2 separate regions of the Gasterosteus aculeatus genome follow, and region 1 is linked to region 2. The links are chromatin contacts, called in public Hi-C maps. All regions are on one chromosome and are shown on one strand. The core of a region is the stretch at or near the end of the contact, and the rest is flanking DNA. Distances in the headings are between cores, read along the strand shown.

Region 1 (2,700 bases), core at 186-2,685, 58 kb before region 2:
AGACGCGCGGCTCGGGGCAGCCAGCGGCAGCCCGGATCCGCTGCCTCCGGCCGCTCGGCTACCGTATCCGTCTTTTTGTCTTTTCCTCCGAGAAATGCTGACCGGAATGAAAACAAAACATTGGCCTATTAGTCCGACCGTAAGCAGACATGAGCATAGCAAAGTTTCCGCCGGGAATCCAGCCTAAAGCCGCGGGTCACCGCATGCGTTTAGTGGCCGTTTAGCCGGTTAGTTTGTATTTTTTTTCTAATGTTAAACTACACGCGATAACTTCCACATTCCCGAAGTAAAATAGGAAGGACTCTCGGAAGAGAGTATAAACAAGCTTGGAAAGAACCAGCCCAAACTGAGCTGAATGGGCCCTTTCCAAAAAAAAAGGAGAAAAATCTTGTATTGCTGCCTAAGATCACACTGTTACCAAGCTCGCCAGAATTGGATCTGTTCGAAAAAACAAATAAAGAAAACGGTAATGCAACTGTTATCTTGACGTGTAGGTGTAAATTTCTAGCCGAAATGTCGTTTTTTTCTCCAAATACTGTCAAACCCCCCCAGACTTTTCGAATGGGATTCATCCATTTGCACTGACCGGAATGCGCCGAGGATCGTGAGCCAGACTCGGATATATTTGCGCCACAGAGACGGGAAAAGACAGAAACGGCGAAAAAACACACAAAAAAAAGGTTTTGCGAGCGAGCAGAGTCAAAGACAGGAGATGTGTACCGTTTGGGAAAACAGAAGGGGGGGTGAGAAGCTGTGTGTTTGTGGGGGTGACGGGAGGGGAACAGGGGTCATGGAGTGAGTGCAGAGATAAAAAGGAAGGAGAGGAAACCCCCGCGCAAACAGCCCATGGGTGATGGGGGAGAGGGGGGTCTCGCCTTGGGGAGGAAAAGGGTGATGCCAGTCGTTGGTACGTTTTGCGAGCCACACAAAGCGGTGCTTGTGGTTGTCGGCATGTGCAAGGATGGAGACTTTGCCTTCAGTTTAGGATGGTAAAAAAAAAAACCAAATAAACTAAACAGATTTAGTAAAAAAAACAAATGTGGAAGCTGTGGGAGAAAATCAAAAAAAAAGGGGGGAGCTGGGGTATAGGCGTGCTGAGGGGGGTTGGGTGTAGGGGTCACATAGCCACGGGCCATGGAGGAAGAATCAAGGGAAGAGGTCAGATAAACAGATTCCTACCTTTCAGACTGAAGGGGAAAGACGGAAAGAGATTAGCACTGGGGAAAAGAGGGGGAAGTGGCTGATTAATTTAAACCAGTGACACTAATCTTTCCCTTTTATGTGTTGTTATGTCGGTCTTTTCTCTTTCTCGTGTATTGGCAAAAGTAAAGTGTGTGTGTGTGTGTGTTTTTGAATGCAGTTATTCTAAACTGAAAGGCGTGGCGGTGGATTGGGCAGGTAGGCTCCTGTGCCAGAACCTGAGTGATCTCCTTTCCTCCCCTGTCTGACAGTAACACTCTTCTCCTCTTTCTCCTCCTCCCTCTCTCTCCGTCTTCTGTTACAAAACAAAGACAGCAGAAATGTTTACTGTCATCTCACCTGTCTGATTGTACCGTCTTGGCTCGCGGTTATATTTATGTGTAATTATTAACAGTTCCTGGCAATGGTGTAGGAATGTCATGGCGTTATTTCTATGTATTCTCTACGGTGTGTTTGATTCGGCATGTATATTATCTCATGCTCGTCCTTGGTTGTGATATTGGAAGTCTTCAAAACCGTGGGCTGTTAAAGTGCCACCAGAGTGATTCTTTTACCACAGACGAGAGCTCATTACTATTGGTCAGTTGATTTTTCTTATATTTTTTTATATATGTTAGACTTTTATAGCATTCATTTTTTTTATCAACAAAGACATTTGAAAATCCATCTATTTGTTTAGCCAAAACAGTTTGCTTATTCACCATCGCTGAAGGGAAAGGGGACTATGTGGCCCTGTTCATAATAACTGAAAAAGGCTCTGATGCAGATATTTCCCACATGTGATTATTCTGATCCTGCACAGCAACAAAACGGTTGTCCACTGTTTGCCCTTCGTCCCCCTTTTTATTAGCATATCCGATGACAGGTGTGTTTAGAGTCTTCAGATGCCATTTGAGTGTGCGAGCAGGAATAGTGCTTCCAGACGGGCAAATGAGATAAAGGCTCCAAAGCAGTCGTCACGGATGGGCTTGTTTCATGGTTCCAGGGGTAACACAGCGAAAGGGGAGACAGCGCCTCTGGCTGTCATAACCCCTTCTCCTCCTCTCCCTGTGCCTCCCCCCCTTCTCTCTCTCTCTCTCTCTCAGTGTGTCTCCCTCCTTAACTCCCACCTTTCTGTGTTGGGGCAGTGGCACAGCGGGGGAGCTTGTGTGCCGTGTTAACTGCTGGAGAGAGTCCTCTTCGGGTTAACAGTAGGCTGAGGGTAGACGTATGCCAGAAGAAGTGTTTGTTTGACGGAAACACAGCAATCCACCTGCATCTGCTTTAATAAGATGTAGAATCATGTGTCTTGTGTGACGGGGGAAACACTATTATTTTAAAAAAAAATCATTTATTTTTGTAATTTATTTTGGTAAATATTCCTTTTGACAGTATGCCGTTTGCTTCAAGGGAGTCAAAGCAATACAAATATGAAGCTCCACCTTTTCGTCGGTGTGTCTCTCCCTGAAATCAGAGAGGAATGTGGCGAGCGTCGGCTTCGAGCTGCATGGACACATGTAG
Region 2 (2,700 bases), core at 105-2,604:
GCTTACATAACAAATGGGTTCAGGCTTTTGTCATAGCGTGGTGTTTTATTTTTTAGTTGGCCTCTGTATTATATATGAATTATTTGAGATGATTTGTTTTATAGCATACTGGTACAAAGCGTAACCAGATGTGTTTCGATAGACTCCCACAGTAGTATTTGGGCGTGCTGCTATCTTGAACGGTAGTCACAGGAAGCACGCCTGCTCGCATATGTTTTCCCCAAACACCATATACAATGTAGACCGTATATGTTGTATATGGTGTTTGATTTTGATCGTGTAGACTGCGGATTATTTCTACCCCTGGTGAGTCAGAGTGTCTGTGCGGGGAGTTCAAAGTCCTGCGGAAAATCACAGGGCTGATGCTGAGTGAGGCAGACGAGCGGCAACCTGTGGTCTGGGAAGGGTTACTGAATTATTTCTGATGGTTTCAGGGGTAACTGTCCGACCGCAGGACTCTGGGATATTAATCATTTATTTGATTGTCTGCTTGTGCTGATTAATCAATTTGAGTAGGATCTGCAGGATTAACTACCCTATTATTCCCCTGTAAGAACAGATAAGAGATAAGACTTTAAAATATCATATTCCATTTATCATTTATTTTTAGGTCCCTGCTGATGAGGGTGAAATAAAAACTGAGGTGAGATTATGCAGAACAGCAACACGGGGGAAGCGTTGGGGGAGGAGGATGAGAGAAGATTGGATGAGGAGAGAAAAAAAAAACTCTTAACTGCAGATTTTAGGGCTTTAGAAGGCGGAGGTGGGGGAGGTGGGGGGAGGTGGGGCTGTACGGCTTTGTACTGGCTCAGCTGGGAGCGAGTGAGAGAGAGCAGAGAGACCAGGGGGGCGGAGAGATGTGAGGAACAGGAAGTTGATGAGAAAGTGATAGCTGTCTCCACCTGGAGTTCAGCCTGAGCCGTGTGCTCGGGGGGGGGGGGGGGGGGGGGGGGGGGGGGAAGCAATGGAGAGGAGTGAGCTGCTCTATCTGATTCCTGCTCCCTTCCCTTGTTTTCGGTAAGTTTAGCACTCATGCCGAGCATGGTTCGACGAATGATCCGACAATGTCACAATTCCTGTTTACCCCTACTGTCTACGCAGTCTATACATTCTGGATCTGCCAGCTGATTAATGTGTTATGTCATGTGGTAATGCCTTTGATTCCAACATGCCTCCGTTTGTAAATACAAGAGGCACTCAAAAGGCTGCGGTTTCTTTACAAGCATGGCGCCCCCGGCGCTCTGGTTGGGAATGCATTGAGGGAAAGAAGGATTGAAAGAGTACGGGAGGGGAGTGAGAGGTGGTTAGAAACTTTATACGCTTCCCGTTGCTCCTCTGCCAAGGCCTCTCCCCGCTGCCTCTGGTTGTGCAGGCAGTGAGTGAGAAACGTGAGAGGGAGGAGTGTATCCTTTCCCCTGGCTGAACACAGCTCCGTAATTATGCAGTTTTCAGCGGGTTTTGCCGTTTAACACTTTCATCCCGGGTTTGAGATTAGTGCTCAACATGCATGATTTGCTGCGCAGTTGCTGAGAAAGAGCGCTATCTAATCGATAAACAGGAAGGGGGGAAGTGATAGGCTCTGAAGTATAGTTTGAGATTTTTTGCACGATTGAGCAGTGCAGCCAGGAAGGGCAGTCTGTAAAATATCTATTATATCAGGCACGCCTCTTTACTTTACCATCTCTCTAAACCTCTTTACTGTGCTGAGCTATTGGGGTGGAACATTACACATTTTCTTCTGACCACTGCTTAACACAGAGGTCAGCAACACTAAGGACACTACTAAGGACTGTCCCACAAAATAGATCAAAATACCAAATTTTGCAAGAAAGTTGGGTTGAATGTTTTCTTATATCTCATGTGCAAGCGTTACATGGAACAGGATGTACAACACTCCTGAGAAGTAGCTTCTAATGCCCTGGAATACAATGACCTCCATGACCCTTGCTACTGGCAGGAGAAGTTTTCATGGGAGGATCTGATGACCGGCGTTCACGTCTCTCTGGGACTTTGTAGAGCATTTTGCCAGTGTTACCTAAGCAGTAGCCTTCTTCCAATTAGTCTGGTTTGTGTTTGATTTTTATTTTTTTTGTGATGACAACTATATCTCAGATGCAATTATGCTGCAGTAGGAATGATGAGGGTTTAGGTTATTGATCCTTAATTGATCACCTAGATCAATGAGCACTTTTGTTTCTTTCATTATGGAAAGTAGTCACAGTAGTAGTCGTTTTCTGCATGAGCCGGCCCAACAGAACGACCCTGTGAATACATCCGTGTTGGCAAGGAACATTTGAATTGGTAAAATTCAGCAACCGTGCACCTCATCCATGTAGACATTGCTCATAGGCTACGATGTTTTTTTTTTAAATAAAAAAGTGATCCTCGAGAGCTGGTGGGTGGAGCAACACGTGTGTCTTTCTACGTTTTAAGGGCAGGGTTGTTATTCCAATTGGTAATAGCTTTAATGCTATTAGGGATATGTGATTTTGATCCAAATTATGGAAGCAATAGTAATACTACGCTTAAATATTTAACTTTTCATCTCTAGTTTACTTTAAGTGTAATGTCAGGCTTTCACTCGTTAAAGTTGCCGCTTTTAGTTACAAGAGTTGACAGGTGAATCAGGTGGGTGTTTTGTGCATGAATAGCTTGAAGAACCCTCAACAGGAGTTTCCCTCCAACAAGGTACTTCATGTT

Evidence for each region. A called contact is a pair of places that touch in the nucleus more often than the background predicts.
Region 1: a contact with region 2 is called in a Hi-C map of whole body, with 4 times the contacts expected there. The contact joins two enhancer-like sites. A contact is called at or near these places in 5 of 6 Hi-C or Micro-C datasets (blood and trunk muscle, skeletal muscle, tail fin and 1 more).

Annotation. Positions count from the first base shown.
Region 1 is chr12:12,389,111-12,391,810 of fGasAcu3.hap1.1, reverse strand. The region is part of intron 4 of zfhx3b (zinc finger homeobox 3b); the gene reads left to right. Among protein-coding and RNA genes, the nearest start is that of LOC144385284, 31 kb to the left of the region's middle. Within about 2 kb of position 1,435, at least 1 of the 9 cell types and tissues checked has open chromatin away from gene starts, as enhancers often do.
Region 2 is chr12:12,330,660-12,333,359 of fGasAcu3.hap1.1, reverse strand. All of the region lies in intron 7 of zfhx3b (zinc finger homeobox 3b), which reads left to right. Among protein-coding and RNA genes, the nearest start is that of LOC144385284, 89 kb to the left of the region's middle. Within about 2 kb of position 1,354, at least 5 of the 9 cell types and tissues checked have open chromatin away from gene starts, as enhancers often do.